Regions from separate parts of the Urocitellus parryii genome. Here region 1 is linked to region 2. Evidence: chromatin contacts called from public Hi-C data. All regions are on one chromosome and are shown on one strand. The core of a region is the stretch at or near the end of the contact, and the rest is flanking DNA. Distances in the headings are between cores, read along the strand shown. Region 1 holds the start of Efhc1 (EF-hand domain containing 1). Region 2 holds the start of Fbxo9 (F-box protein 9).

Evidence for each region. A called contact is a pair of places that touch in the nucleus more often than the background predicts.
Region 1: a contact with region 2 is called in a Hi-C map of liver, with 6 times the contacts expected there. The contact joins the promoter of Efhc1 here to the promoter of Fbxo9 in region 2. A contact is called at or near these places in 2 of 2 Hi-C or Micro-C datasets (liver and muscle).

Annotation. Positions count from the first base shown.
Region 1 is chr8:99,337,548-99,344,829 of mUroPar1.hap1, reverse strand. Efhc1 (EF-hand domain containing 1) reads left to right here and starts at 2,710. Exons shown (of 12, transcript XM_026400897.2): 1 at 2,710-2,772; 2 at 6,422-6,643. The coding sequence starts at 2,710.
Region 2 is chr8:98,721,895-98,729,404 of mUroPar1.hap1, reverse strand. It overlaps Fbxo9 (F-box protein 9), which reads left to right and starts at 3,437. Exons shown (of 13, transcript XM_077801748.1): 1 at 3,437-3,826. The coding sequence starts at 3,824. It overlaps LOC144256649, which reads right to left and starts at 734. Exons shown (of 2, transcript XM_077802013.1): 1 at 542-734.

The DNA.
Region 1 (7,282 bases), core at 1,461-3,960, 620 kb before region 2:
TAAATAAATAAAAAGTTCTTTTTTTTTTTTTTTTTTTTTTGGTGATTCATCATTCTAGAGACTGGGAAGTCCAAGAGCATCGTTCAAGTATCTGGTGAGGGCCTAGGCTACTTCCTGGCATTTGGAAAAACAAAGGACAAGCAGAAGAAACAAGCATGAGAGGCACTCTCATTTTATCACAGTCCTTGTGATAACCAATTCAATCCTATGAGAGTGAAACCTCAGTCATGAGAGAAAGGCATTAATTTATTCATGAGGGCAAAGCCCTTTTGACCTAATTACCTCTTAAAGGTTCCACCTTCCAATACTGCTACAATGGCAAATTTCAACATGAGTTTCAGAGCAGAGAAACCATATTCAAACTATAGTAGCAACATTACCTGGTTTACCCTTCTCAAAGGGGATGGCATTTTTATGAAGCCACAGAATAACAGAAGTTTTCTTCACCTATGCACTTCTGGAGTTCAAATGTAGTTAAAACACACTCCATTAACTATGTAGCTAGCTTTTTTTTTTTTTTTCTGAAATAGATAGGTACCTGTCAGAAGGCACTCCTCAAATAGAAACAGATGCAATAATGAACAATGGACTTAGGTATGACTCACCCTCCAGTCCCACAAGTTCCTTCCCTATCCAACCCAGGGAATATATATCTAAGTATAACCATGCAGTTAGGTAAGAAGGATATTTCTAAGTGTATCCTCATGCCAGGGAATTTATTTTTATTAAGAGAACTGGGAGGGAGGGATCATATAACTTAAGTTTAAGATTATCATGAAGAATCAGTGAAAATTAGTTAGCAGTGAATCCGGGTGTTCAGCATCAATGAGGTAGAGAGAAGTGGGACAGGGCACTTTCATTTTGAAAGGTTGAACTTGCCATCTTGAATAATTCTCCTATTAGTTGGTGTCCATCTTAGGTCAGTGGCCAAGATAAAATGCAATAAACAGGTATGTCTGAAGTTTTCAATAATTTTAGGAATGCAAATCAATTCATGGAAATTTTTTAAAAAATATTTATTTTTTAGTTGTAGTTGGACACAATACATTTATTTCACTTATTATTTTTATGTGGTGCTTAAACCCAGGGTCTCACACATGCGAGGCAAGCGCTCTACCGCTGAGCCACAACCCCAGCCTTCATGGAAATTTTTTCTAAATCTTTAAAACTCCTTTCATTAAGTTAACATTGTACCAACAGAAAAGGATAAAGGAGTTAAAGAAAAAAAGTCAAGAACAGGAAACAGGAAAGGAAGAGTTAGTAATAAAGAAGCTTTTTGGGCCGGGTACCAATAACTATTTTAGTTGCCACTTAGTGAATTTATGTTCTGGGTCCCCTGTGCTTCACACCAATCAGTGAAAACCAACAGGATGAACACCAACAGGATTTGCTCTGACAAGCAGCAATAAAAGTAAAGCTGCTGTCTGTATTAGCAGTAAACTAATGACCCCGAGATATGCCTTCCCTGTCAGTCTTACTATTCTGTCATGTTCCTAAATTGACTGGTCAGAAACACCTGTTATAAAAACCAGACTCTTGAGCTCCATTATAGACCTACTGAATCCAAATCTCTGGGCACCTGAAATATGTTTGCTTATTTTTATTTTTAAGCTCCTCAGTGTGAATGTATCTTTATTTTTTCCTGGAATGTTTTGGGAATAGGATTACATTTCTTTTAAAGAAAAATAATCTAAAGAAGTTTTGTAAAAAAAAAAGTACTAAATACAAAAATATCTATGATGAAGAAAATATATTCCCTCATTCAATTTACTTGCTTATGCTCAGAACTCAGTCTTTCTCTTTGAAGGAACTGCATTCCCCGCTGTGGTTCCCATCTATTCATTGCTCCTGCAGTTATAAACCAGAAATTGAGAGATCTTTTCAGTTCAATTTTCGGCACTATCCTAGTGCACTGAGACCTACCTACAGCAAATATGTAAGATCGGGCCTGAAAGAATGGAAAGTACGCTGAGAGTCAGGAACTGACAGCAGAATGAAGAAAGCTGAGGGGGTTAAAATAATAATAATGCAGCAGTGGAAGATAGGGATGAGATGGCTCTCTTAGTTCATTGGCCGTCCCTGAGTAACAGAAATGCAACTATGAATAATCCACAGCCCCCGCGCTCAAGAAGCAGGAGTTTGGGGTAATTAACACCGTTCACTCGGACCAACCATTTACACTTCTGTGTGAATCTGGACAGCAGCCCTTTCCCAGAGTAGGGAGAAAAGAGCGCCTGAACTCATGGTACGAGCTTGGCGACGATTGGGGTGGAGGGAAGGAAGGAACGTCCGTCCCTTCCTCTGCAGTTTATATAAAGACGTGCTTCGACCCTAGACTTCGCTGCACCAGCCAACGCTTGCCTAACTGTACCCATCTCTTCCCACCCAGCCATCAGCTTCCACATTGCAACTTGTGGGCGCCTGGGAGGAGGATGGGCGGGGTGAAGCAGAAGGGGCGGGGCGACCTCCTCTAGGCCCACCGACCCCACCCTACAGTCCCAGTTCACATTACCGCGAGAACGCGGAGTGCCCCGAGCGGCGCACGCGCAGACCTGTCAAGTCCGCGCTTCAGGTCCCGCCCACCTTCGCTGGAGGGAGCTCTGTTTGGCGTTACCATGGAGCTTGCCCCGGCCGGAGGACGCTGCTTGTCGCCGGGGCAACCGGGAACGACAAAGCTTGACCCAGCTGGCCGCGGCCACACCGGCAGCGATGGTGTCTAACCCTGTGCATGGCCTGCCCTTTCTCCCGGGCACGTCCTTTAAGGACCCCACGGTGAGGACTTGTGTGCCCACCCCCACCTATCCCCGCCTTCCGAATACCTAGATGGGTTCCCATTTAGTGCCCCTCCATTCTCCACCCGCGTCAAACCCGTCCTCTGCCCCGAATTCTCTCTTCACTGCAACTCTGTTGTTCTCTTCTACACAGCCTCATCCGCTCTCCCGTATCCTTTGCCACCCCTCCATCCCTGTCGTCAGTTTTTGCACTGATCTCTTTTTCGTTCTCATCCCCTTAGTTGCGTTCGTACTGCTCTGTTCCTTCAAACCTTCCCCCTCTTCCTCTAAATCAGTTCACCACACCCTACTCCCAAGCTCCTGTTAGGTCCTCACCCTAGTTCCTTCTCTCACACCATACTCGTGTCTCTGCTCAGCTCATCCCTGACCTCCCATAGCCTCCTTCCTTTCGCCCACTCAACATCTCTCCACCTTCATCCTCATCCTACCCGTTTTCCCCAGACCCGTTATTCTCGCCCTGCCTCCTTCCTATTCGGAATCCTGGATCCTAATCTTTACATTCCCAGCTCCGTTTCCTGTCTTGGATGTAAATGGTTTCTATCCACTTTTTTCCATCAGGCCCTTTCGCATAGTCTCCGCCCTTCGCGTTTCAGCTTCTATGCAACTTCATCCTTTTCCTCTCTCCAGCTTCCACATTTTGTACTGTCTAATCCTACACTCTGTCCATCTTTGCTTTCTGTTTCCATTGCGGTTTCTCTTCAAAATTTGCTATCTTCTTCCCAAACCGTCGCCCTTCTCTGCTTTGTAGATTTCCCTTTCCCCTCAATCTCAATGGGTTAAGCGCTCTTTCGTTTTCCCTCAGCCCTATACTTTCACTCTAACATTTTTGTAAAAAGCTCCTGTTCAGATTGAGTTTTGCTTCCCCCAAACTCAAGTGTTTGTTGTCACATTTTCTAGACAAAATTATTTAATATTTGTTTCAGTTCCAACAATGTTACTGAATTATATGTTCTGCAAAATCAATATTGAGATTCAGTATATTGATTATCATAGATGAGCCAACAGTAATTTATATGCATATAGTTTAGTAATTTAGACTCTTAATTCCTCTCCATATTCACATAGCTAAGGTAAAATATTTAGTCAACATATTTTCTTCAGGAAAATAAATTTAAATTGAAAATGAAAGTGTAGTGAGAGAATTTGAGTTCTCTCTCCTTTAAGACAGGGCAGCATAGATTTTCAGTTTCATTGGGTTTCCAGTTTTATGTAATTTAGAAAATGTTACAGGAATTTTACTGCCCTGTTCAGAATTCAGCTTAAAGGCAGGCTTGAGTTGATTTGGGGGATTACAGAGATGTGAATGGTAGTGCCAGGATCTAAAGATACTTATTGCCATTCTATAAGTAAGGCGAACTGTGCAGTGGTTATATTTCATGTTTTAAATACACTGGCCAGGTGTTAACCAATTTGCCTTATTTGAAATTTGAAAATATGGTCATTGTATCTTCAGCAGCGAAGTATTAGGTATATATAACTCTGAAGTAAAACTATTCAGAAGGTGAATCATAATAAGTGAGAAGGGTAGAGAGGCCTTGCCATGGGGTGCACCATGGGTCATAGCTGAGTGATGATAGTGATACCTTTTTGAAAATGAAGAAAGCAAACAAGTCACTGATGTTGCTCTTTTATTTTTTGGTTGCTGAGGACAAAACCCAGGCCTAGCCCCTGCTAAGCATGCACTCTACCACTGAGCTATACCTTTAGCCCCTACTGATATTGTTTCTACCTTTAGAGGTGGAAGAAGAGGTACTTGATGCTATCTATACAAGTTACTCAATGAGGAAATCAATTCAGCCCATTTTGGTTTGTATCTTGTGTGTTATGCACTTGAGCAGTTATGTCAAGTGACTTGTGGCACTAAACACAAGACCCTTGTGCTCAGAAGGCAAAGGTAGGAGCTGCTCTGGAGGCAAAGGCAGGAGGATTGTGAGTTCAAAGCTAGCCTCAGCAATTTAGTGAGGCACTAAGCAACTCAGTGAGACTCTGACTCTAAATAAAATACAAAATTGGCTGCGGTTGTGGCTCAGTGGTCAAGTGCCCCTGAGTTTCAATTCCCAGTACCAAAAAAAAAAAAAAAAAAAATCCATAGTATATAACTCTTTTAGCAAGAGAAGTTTATTCTGTTGTACCTTTCATGTTGGTACAGATCTTGAAAACTGGTAGGCAGGGCTTCAAAGAAATTAGAAGATAAACAAGTAGGTCTTTTGTATTTTAATTTTTTTTTTTTTTTTGTATTTTGGTACTGGGGATTAAACTCAGGGGCACTCAACCACTGAACCATATCCCAAGCCCTATTTTCATTTTATTTAGAGTCAGGATCTCACTGAGTTGCTTAGTGCCTTGCTTTTGCTGAAGCTGGCTTTGAACATGCTATCATCTTATTTCAGCTTCCCAAGCCTCTAGGATTATAGGTGTACACCATGGTGCCCAGCTTTTGTCTTCTTAAATATATATTTTGCGATTAATTACAAATTATACATGTAGTTAAGTATTTTACATATAAAATTTGAAAGTAACCTCATATTACAAAGAATGGAAAAAGGAAAAATTAATCCAATTTGCTTTTCTACTCTTTCATTTTTTATTTATCTTTATTTTTTCTAACTATTAAAAATATGTTCATTGTATATATAATATATAAAAATAAAATACATAAAAATCAATATAATTCAAAAATGTATAAAGAATGTTTGCCAAATCCAGTCTCTCTTCATATTTGCATGCTTACAATTGTAGTATGATTTTTTTAGTCTTATTAAATCATAAATCATTTTCTCCAGGTTGCTCTGTGGTCTGTAAAGCCATTATTTTAATGACTGTGTAATAGTCCATTACTGAGTTTTCCATCATTTACTCATGTCTTCATATGTTTGTCTTTTAAATTGTTTCCAAAGTTTTACTGTTGTAAATAACATTCTATGGGATGCTCGAGGCATATAGTTCTTTCCCATAATTTTGGATTATAACCTTAAAATCAATGATCAAGAGTAGAATTATTGAGTCCAAGAATTTAAATACATGCTATCTAGTTGCTTTCCAAAGAGTTTTATGAATTTATCAGTGTGGCACATAAAAACAAACAGGGCTTTTAGTATAAAGCACTTTCTAGTCCAGGTAAAAATAAAATTCAAAGACCTTTGTCTTCTGGGTTCCATGATTCACAATCACTGAGAAGATTAAAAAACGTATAAAAACTAGTAAAAAATTAAGTGGATAGAGGAGACCAGCATGGAGATACACACCTGTAGTCCCAGCTACTTAGGAGGCTGAGGGAAAAAGATCACCTGAAATCATGAATATAAGACCAGCATGGGTAACACAGTGAGACCCTGTCTCAAAAACAAAAACAAAATGCAGATGAGATAGTATTTTAATCTTTCATGTAAGGTGAGCTGGTAGTTAAATTGAGCATTATAGAGAAAAATTTTAAATTTTAACATCTAGTAGTTCTTTCCCTCCTCATTCCTAAGTCTTTTAGTTTAAAATACAAAAGCTTTTAATGTAGGTAAACTTTAAGATGTAAGTTTTGTGATGTTTATAAGCAAAGGTTTGAGTTATAATATTTAGAAATATTTTATATAACAAACATATAGTGTTATTAATGACATATTTCTTTTCTTCTCCAGAAAACAGCTTTCCATAGAAGCCAGACGTTGGGCTACAGGAACGGCTATGCAGTTGTTCGACGTCCAACAGTTGGGATAGGTGGGGAGCGGTTACAGGTCAACCAGCTGTCTCCAGCAGAGCTGGATGAGTTGGCCAATAAAGCACCAGTTCTAACTTATGGCCAACCTAAGCAGGCCCCACCTGCAGAATTCATTCCAGCACATGTAGCTTTTGACAAAAAGGTATCACCTAGAATTCTAGGGTACCCTTGAATTTAAATGCCTGAAAGCCAACTGGCTACAGAAAACTTAAATAGTCAACCACAGGATTCCCACAGTGCTCTCTGGAGAAAATTGTTCAAATGCCTTAACCCTTACTCATAGACAGCTGAACTCAGGCTTGAAAGAAGCTTTCTTTAGTCAGGAAGTTGATTACAGAAAATAATTCCCTGTAGACCTCACTGGAATATTTGCAGATACAATTAAAGAAAAGTTGGTTGAATTCTAGAATAGTGAGTTCATATTGCCCTAGTGAGTTCATATTACCAGCTCTGTGTTTTCTGTTTCTTAAAAGTACTCTATTCTGCAACAATGAGAGGTGTTTATTCTTTATGAAATGCAAAATATCATCTTAAAAACAATGACCCCCTCTATGGTCAGTTTTCTCCAGGCTATCTCTATAAGTTTTTGTTTTTCAGGAAACACTTTACATTTAAATGTTACATAACCAAAGAGTCATAGAAAATTTTTGTTTGTTTCTCATTTACTCTTATGCTTTTGCAGTGTGAGTTGCTTTATTTCCATCTCTTGATATTTCCACATCATCCTTTATTTTCTTCCCCAATCTTTTTTTCTCCTAAAAATCCTCTTTCTTATTTTAGG
Region 2 (7,510 bases), core at 2,188-4,687:
GATGCATTAAACTGCGTTCTACACAAGCTCTTACTGTTGTTGTCAAAGTTTAAAAGGCCAACGTTACAAAAGAAACAGTTATTCAGTCAAATCCTTCAGTCTCCTTCTCAAAACATCTACTCAGGTTAGTAAAACAGAAATCAGAGCAGAAAGAAATTCAGTGAAAAATGGTTGCAAATAAGTATGTGGGGGTTCTTGCTCAGACAGACCCCTTGCGGGACAGCCAAGGGCCTAGTTAAGAAAATTGCAAGACCAAGTCCTCAACATCCCCGGAGAGGCTTCAAGGGGGCCAAGATCTTCCCCCCTCTCTCAGAGGTAAAGGTAAACACACCCATCAAAATCTTCCAGACTCGGGAGTTTTCATGCCAGGAGAGAGACACCCATACAACCGCGGTTTCCGAGGAACCACAGCGGCTTAGCTTCTTCCTGCCCCCCAGGCTTCGCGGGGCCATCGACAGGGGACCTCGGCTGCCCCAGCCCACCCCCCACCCCGCCTGGCAGGGCGCGGGGTGCAGCCCCTCCATCCACGAGCCCCACTTACTGGTGCCGCGGACTCAGGCGGGGGCCCGCCCCTGCGGAGAGCGCAGCTCGTCGGCGAGTGGGGCGCCGCCGCCGGCCCGGGAACTGGAAAGCGGGGCGATGCCTGCTAGGATGGGCCGCAGGCTCCGCGCAGGGACGCCCGGCAGGTCCGGCGAGTCGCCCGGGCCGCGGGGCGCATGGCAGTGCAGCTGGAACCCGGCTGCTCTCCAGCCTCCTTCAGGAAAACAAACAAAAGGCAGGGTGGCTGCTAGTGAGGACGACCGGCCGCTTTCCCTGGGAAAAGTTACCCTGCAGCTCCCCTCGCTGGCCCTGCGCGTCCCTGCAGCGCGGCCAGTTCGCCCTGGGCCCCGCCGAGGAGGCTGAGAGCTCGGGGACCGATTGCCCAGAACCCGAAGTCCACCGACAGATCGGCTGTCAAGATTTAGAAATGGAGACTGTCGCTGCATGCTCTGAGCACCACTAATTAAAGGTAATCCGGCTGAAACATGTTCCTGGTTTTAAAATACATAAGCTGAGGTTACACGACATTGTGAGGGCAACCAGTGCCATTGAATTGTACCCTCCCAAATGTTTAAAACAGCAAATTTTGTTATATATATTTTATAATAGAAAAATGTTTAAAATAAAAACTCAACCAATTCACTGTAGCATTCCCTTGAATCTTTAAGAGTGTCTACAATACTAGCACCTTTAATTTAAAAGACTGAATTCCTTATCCAGGTTGGGAGGCTTAATACACGTCCTCTACATAATATTCGTTCTTTCTGTGCTAGTTATGTTTCATCTAACACATACGCCTTTTAAACATATTATCTTTTTCACAATTATATTATAGACTTTACCTTAAATCATAAGGCTTGGCTGTGAAGCACTTTATAAAAAGAAATTGCTTCCAGATCCCTCGTTTAAATTTACCTAACTGTTGCAAGCCTCTCAATCATTTTCAGGAGCAACCAGAATCACCTGGAGGGCTATTTAAAACAAATTTGAGGGACCTACACTTGGCTTTCTAGTGTTGATGTTGCTGGTCAGGGGAATCACACTTCCTTAAACAACACAATTTTAACTAACAAATCAGTAACTCTTCAACACATTGAAGATTTTCTCTGAGTTTAAATTTCCCAGTTCATCACTATATCCCTCCTCTTTCTCCTGTTGAAGAAACCTACTAGTTGGTTAAGAATCCTAAGGTTTCCTCTTCCAAGAGGTAAAGGGTCATCCTACTGGGCAAACGTATAACATTTATCTACCTTTTTGTTTACTTAGCAATTGCCAAACCATATGGCAAATGAAAATTGCAAATCATCATCAGTGAAAACATAGGGAGACAAGGAGTCTAATGAATCATATACTACTCCTATGAAAAACAATTTTTAAAATAACTAAAATGATTAGTTTTTAGTCTAATTGTCCAGGCAAATCTACCTCACAAATGGAATAAACTTTCTGGAAAAATTACAGCCCTGTAAATACAATATGACAAAATACAATCCTGTAATGAGGGCTATTTGATACAGTGGAACTGATCTAAATGAGAAAACTAATAGCTGTGAAGTATAACAGTATTTTAATAAAACGGGTATTCAACTTATCTTTATAAATATTTATTTTTATTATTTAATTACTTGCTAGAATAACAAAAACCATCTGTGCTAATTGACCAGACCACCTTAAACATGCAACACTTTTCAATAGTTCTCAAACTATTTGAAATCCCATTCTTCATTTGCAAAATTGATATTTAGAATTCAAGAGTCCCTTTAATCATTTTCTTCTGCTATAAATCCTAAACTTTTTCCTCAATTTAAATTTCAAAATTCAATTTTAAAGAGGTCATTGGGAGGAAATTTTTCCTTAAAAGACTTAAAATCTTATAGTCTCCTTTTAAAACTATTAAATTGTTGGCCTCTGTTAAATATGGGGGTACTTTTTTTTATAGGTAGTTAGTTTGGGGTATAAATAAAAGCACACCCAACCAAAAGATGTATCCTAAAATTAAAATATAGCATTTGGGTTTTCTTATTTGTAGCTCATCAAACCCTGCCCGTTTTTTGTTTGTTTTTTTGGCATCCAGTTCTCTGCAGTAGATGCATTTCTAGGTGCTTCAGAATAAAATAATGAAATTTAAATTCTGTGAGCTTGCTAAATATGGGTTCTTGGAATCCTGGTGACCATTAATCGCTGGCACTTACAGAAACTTTAGAAACTCTTATTTGCTAAATGAAGGTAAGAGGCTATGTCGCCTATATGTTTTCTTAAAACATACACCCATAAAGATTTGTAGTGCTAAACCAGTGGGCCTCCCCTTCAAGTGAAATTAGGTGTTTGAGCTTTAAGAGGTGGAGCAAGCCGGTGAGTAAATCCTGGCGCGCAGCGTGCAGTAGCGGACTATAAATCCCAGAGTGCACCGCCAGCCCGACTCGGCAGGACTCCAGCTCCGCCAGAGCTGCACGCCTCCCCCATTGCATTGTGGGATCTGTAGGGGGATGCTCCTCACTTTGGCCGTTTTCCTACCCTCCTGCAGCGCACATAAGCGCATCCTTTCCTCAGTCTTAAGAGTCTGTGCTCTTAAGATTAATTTTCATAACAGCCTATGAATGCGGCTGCATTTCTGGCGCGCGCACACACAGAGTACCCAGGGCGGTGTCGCGATCTTCTGGAGTCTCGGGTTTGATTCTCCTCCGGACGGCTTAATTAGGGCTTACCCTCAAATTTAGGAGAAAACATTTTTTTGAGTTAACGTCTGTTCACATTTCCCTGGGTGTTCACTGGGCCGAACACAGGGGACAGAGTGCAGCACTCCGGATTCTGGTCGCACACATAGTAGGCCGACGCCCCGCTGGCCCTTAGCTAGGGCAAAGCGGCCAGACAGCCCGAGGCGCGCACCGACCGCGGAGGCGACACTGCGCATGCTCGGTGCGTCGGCGCAGGCTTCCGCAGCAGAGCGGGCAGCTCCGCAGCGGCGTCTGAGGTCTCCAGCAGGGCCGTCGCTCTGGTACTCGTACGGTCCTCGGTGGGCAACCGGCGCCCCTCCGCAGCCCGAGTTCCCGGCCGCCGCTCCAGCGCGCCCGGATCTGGCCCCCTGTCCCGCGAAGATGGCTGCCGTACGCCGGGCCCGCAGTTACTGCCGCTGCCTGGTGCGCTTCTCCGACCGAGAACTCTGCTAAGCCCAGCTGCAGTAGACAGGCAGGAGTAGACACCCGACACCGAGCACCCCTCTCCAGGGGGGCGGTGCAGAGGGGGCGCAGAGAGCCCCTCGACCGCGGCCAGCCGCCCCGCCAGCATGGTAACTTGGGGAGGGGGTCCTGGGGACGCTGCGGGGCGGGCGCGGGTGCGGTGTGCAAGAGGGGTCGGGCCTGGGGCTGAAGGCCGAGTGGGAGCTGCACGGTCACCACCAATATAGGGTCCTGGTCTGAGGGGGAGTGAACGGGATACTGGTTCTGCAGGTTCCTAGGGTTCATTTCTGGTAAACGACACCCCCACCCAAGTGAGCCCTGATGTGAGGAGAGAGCGTTTTGCAGTACATCGCAGAAAAATGCCCCAGACTTACTAGGCAGAACTAGTCTCGTCCCTCTTCAGTGATTTTATCAAAAGCAGTGTGCTTTTGAGGATTGAGGTGAGCATTCCCAGCATCCGAATTCGGGAGGGAGCCCTGGCAAGCAGACACTTGTTGATTACTCCTCTTCTGGAAAGCAAAGCCCACAGAGAGGCGATTCCAGCCCCTTTCAGGAGCTCTGAGTTTAAACGCAGTGCCTGGCTAGGATGTTGGCAGGTGGTCCTGGGGGAGTGGGAATGGAAAGATCCTGTCTCACTTTCATGGCATTGAGGGCCTAAGCAGCTTCTTTAAAGTCCAAAAGGAGAAACAGCTAAGCTCCAGAATTTGACAGCACAAATGTCATGGAACTGTTGCATGGACTATATCGTCCTTCCCCTGTGCCTTTCTTTGGTATCGAATAAATTGTCCATCTGATAAAAGTACTCTGGCCAGGACTGGATGAATCAAGAATGAAATAGTACCACACTAGCTCTTAGAAAACTCAAATATTTATTGAATAAGCAAATGGCTGAATGCATTTATTTCTTGTAACTAGTACTGGATGGTGGAAAAAGAACCATTTGACTCTGTCTCTAAACTTTGAGTCCTTTGCACGGAATTAAGCTCTTAACCTTTATGTTAATCCTATCTGCCAAATAAGTAAAATGAAGACTTGATCTCCTCAACACATGAACTATTCTAGTGAAAGGTGATATTTAGATCAAATTCAATTATGAAGAAAAGTGGAAACTTCTGGGTGGTAACTGAGGTCCAACTTATTTCAAGTACGATTTGAATTGACCAAATGTAGTAAAACAACATTTTTTTACTGTCAAAATCAAGGTAATGGCTAGAACTCATAATATTATAACACAAAGTTCAGGGGAGAAGGAAGATGTTGCCTTGTTACAGTTTTCTCCATCCTTGAGGTATGCACTACATAGCCACATGACACTTTATTAATTCAACTAATTTTTGAGTACCTGTTTTCAGCCTGGTATGGTGTTAGACTTATTAGTATAATAGATTTTCAACCAAATCTGTAAGGTGATTTATGATAAACTTTTGATCATGAAATGTCACATCTGAAAAGGGATCTCAGAAATCATCAAATCTCTTCACAGAAGTCTCTGAAGAGGGGACAGCTGAAGCCTAGATGGGCCTGTACTGTGAATCAAGCAATGTATTGGCCCTAAGGTTACAAAGATGACCAAGATGCAATCCCTGTCCTCAGTGCACTAACTCCAGTGAAGGAAACAAAAATAATTTATCAGTATTAGAGGACACAAAACGGATAATTAGAAGAGTTGACCAAGAGCACTATCTAGAGAAAGCAGGGGCATTTCTTCAGATGAAGTCAGCATAGTCTCATTGCTAGGCAAGAGAAAGAAAGGTACATTACTAAAAAACATACCCTATAGAACCCTTTTCTCCCATTGGCAGTGCTTCAAGTTTACAGTAATAAATCAGGCTCCTACTAGTGATGTTCTTAGTAGGTGTGTTAGTTTCCTGTTAGTATAGCAAAATACTCTGAGATAAATTTTTGAAGACAAGGAGTTTATTTTGGCTCATGGTTGTAGAGGTTTTACTTCAGTATCCAGTAGCCCCATTGCTTTGAGCCTCTGATGAGGTAGTACATCATAGCAGGAGCACATGGAACAAACTGCTCAGCTTATAGCTAATAAGCAGGGATAAAAGGGAGTCGCATTACTCATTTGGAGGGCACATCCCCAGTGACTTAAGGACACTTACACCCATAAGCCTCCACATCCTAAATGTTCTGCCAAATCCCAGTAGTGCCACCCTGGTAACTGAGCCTTCAACACATGGACCTTGGGGGGACACTAAGCCAAACCAAAGCAGTAGGCAAAGCTGCCAATTTAACTGCCTTATATTTATTTTTTTACTGGTTTAGCCTTCACATTTGCCAAGTATTTTACTAATGTAACTAGTTCAAGTGTTAAAAGCATCCCTACTTTGAGTCTGGCTTCCAGAGATAAGATACAAAAGACTTATTTATATTGCACTGTAATGTAGTGCAAGTGTATCAAGTTTTTGTGTTCAAAGAACTGTGTTATAGAAACATTTTTTTTTCCTGGAAATAATTTACAGCTAAAATTTGCAATCATAAAACTTGCCAACTTTGGAACTAGATAAAATTGTTTTTATTATTAATTCTAGTTAAACTTCAACATAATTTTCCTGATTGCCACATTTCTAAATAGGACTGAACACATTGAATATTGAGCAAATTCTGTTTGCTAATAAGTCTGTTAGCTAACAGACTGAACTGAGGCAACATTTTCACTAGAAGGTAGGATTCATTTTAACAAACATTGAAAATAAAAGGATAAAATGGATGGATTCCAACATGAGACCTCTGTTAAGTCCAAAGCCACACACACAATTTCTAGTCCAGAATTATTCCACCTTAAACCACTACACTATGTAAAAGTTGGATTATAAGACAAATAAAATAGGTTTCTTGTTATAATTATTTGATAAGCTTTTCTAGTACATTTAAAATATTAATAAGCAGAAGTCATATTATAGACAGCACATTTAATAATGTGCCTATTATAAAAAAGAAGGTCTATCTTTCTATGGACTAGTTTTTCATTTTTGTTTTTCCTCCCTGTGATGCTGGGGATCCAGCCCAGGGATCATATGCTAAGTAAGTGTTCTACCACTAAGCTACACCCCCAGCCCTGAACTGTAGTCTTAAGCCATCCATAAAATAAAAACTGTTTATATAATTCTGTACCAAAACTAAGCATTTTCTGAGCAAAATTGTTCTTTCTGACCACCTACTAAAACATGGTAAACTAGTGTCCAGTGGAGTTGATTTTACAGTATTAAAAAAATTGTATCAAATTTATCTGATTGGTTATCATTAAACTTACCAGTGTAGAAGATAATCTATGGAAAAACAACCCTGTTTCATTAATATGAAACAATATTCTGGTTTAAGAACTTGCTGAAGTTTGTGGGCACTAAAAATTATTTGAGGGTTTTTTTTTTTTTTTTTTTTTTTTTTTGTCTGTTGTACTGTAACAATTGTGTTTAAAACATCTGCCATTTCACTTTGTCAGTGGCATTTCAGAACTTCCCTTCTGGATGGAAAATGCAACCTCACCCAAGAGGTAGTCTTGGGTAAGAAGAAAATAAACCAAAATCAAATAAGCCTGTCTAGATCTAGTCACAATTTATAGGAAGTAAGAGGACAAAGGAACATATTTACTAATGCTGCAAACCATAAAGAAAAATGTCCCCTTTTCACCACAAATAAATTATTAAAAAGAGAAACAAGACATTCTAGCACACACCTGTAATTTTAACTACTCAGGAGACTTACTCAGAAGGCTAATGCAGAAGAATCACAGGTTCAAGGACAGGCTGAGCAACATAGCAAGACCCTGTCTCCAAAAAAAGGAC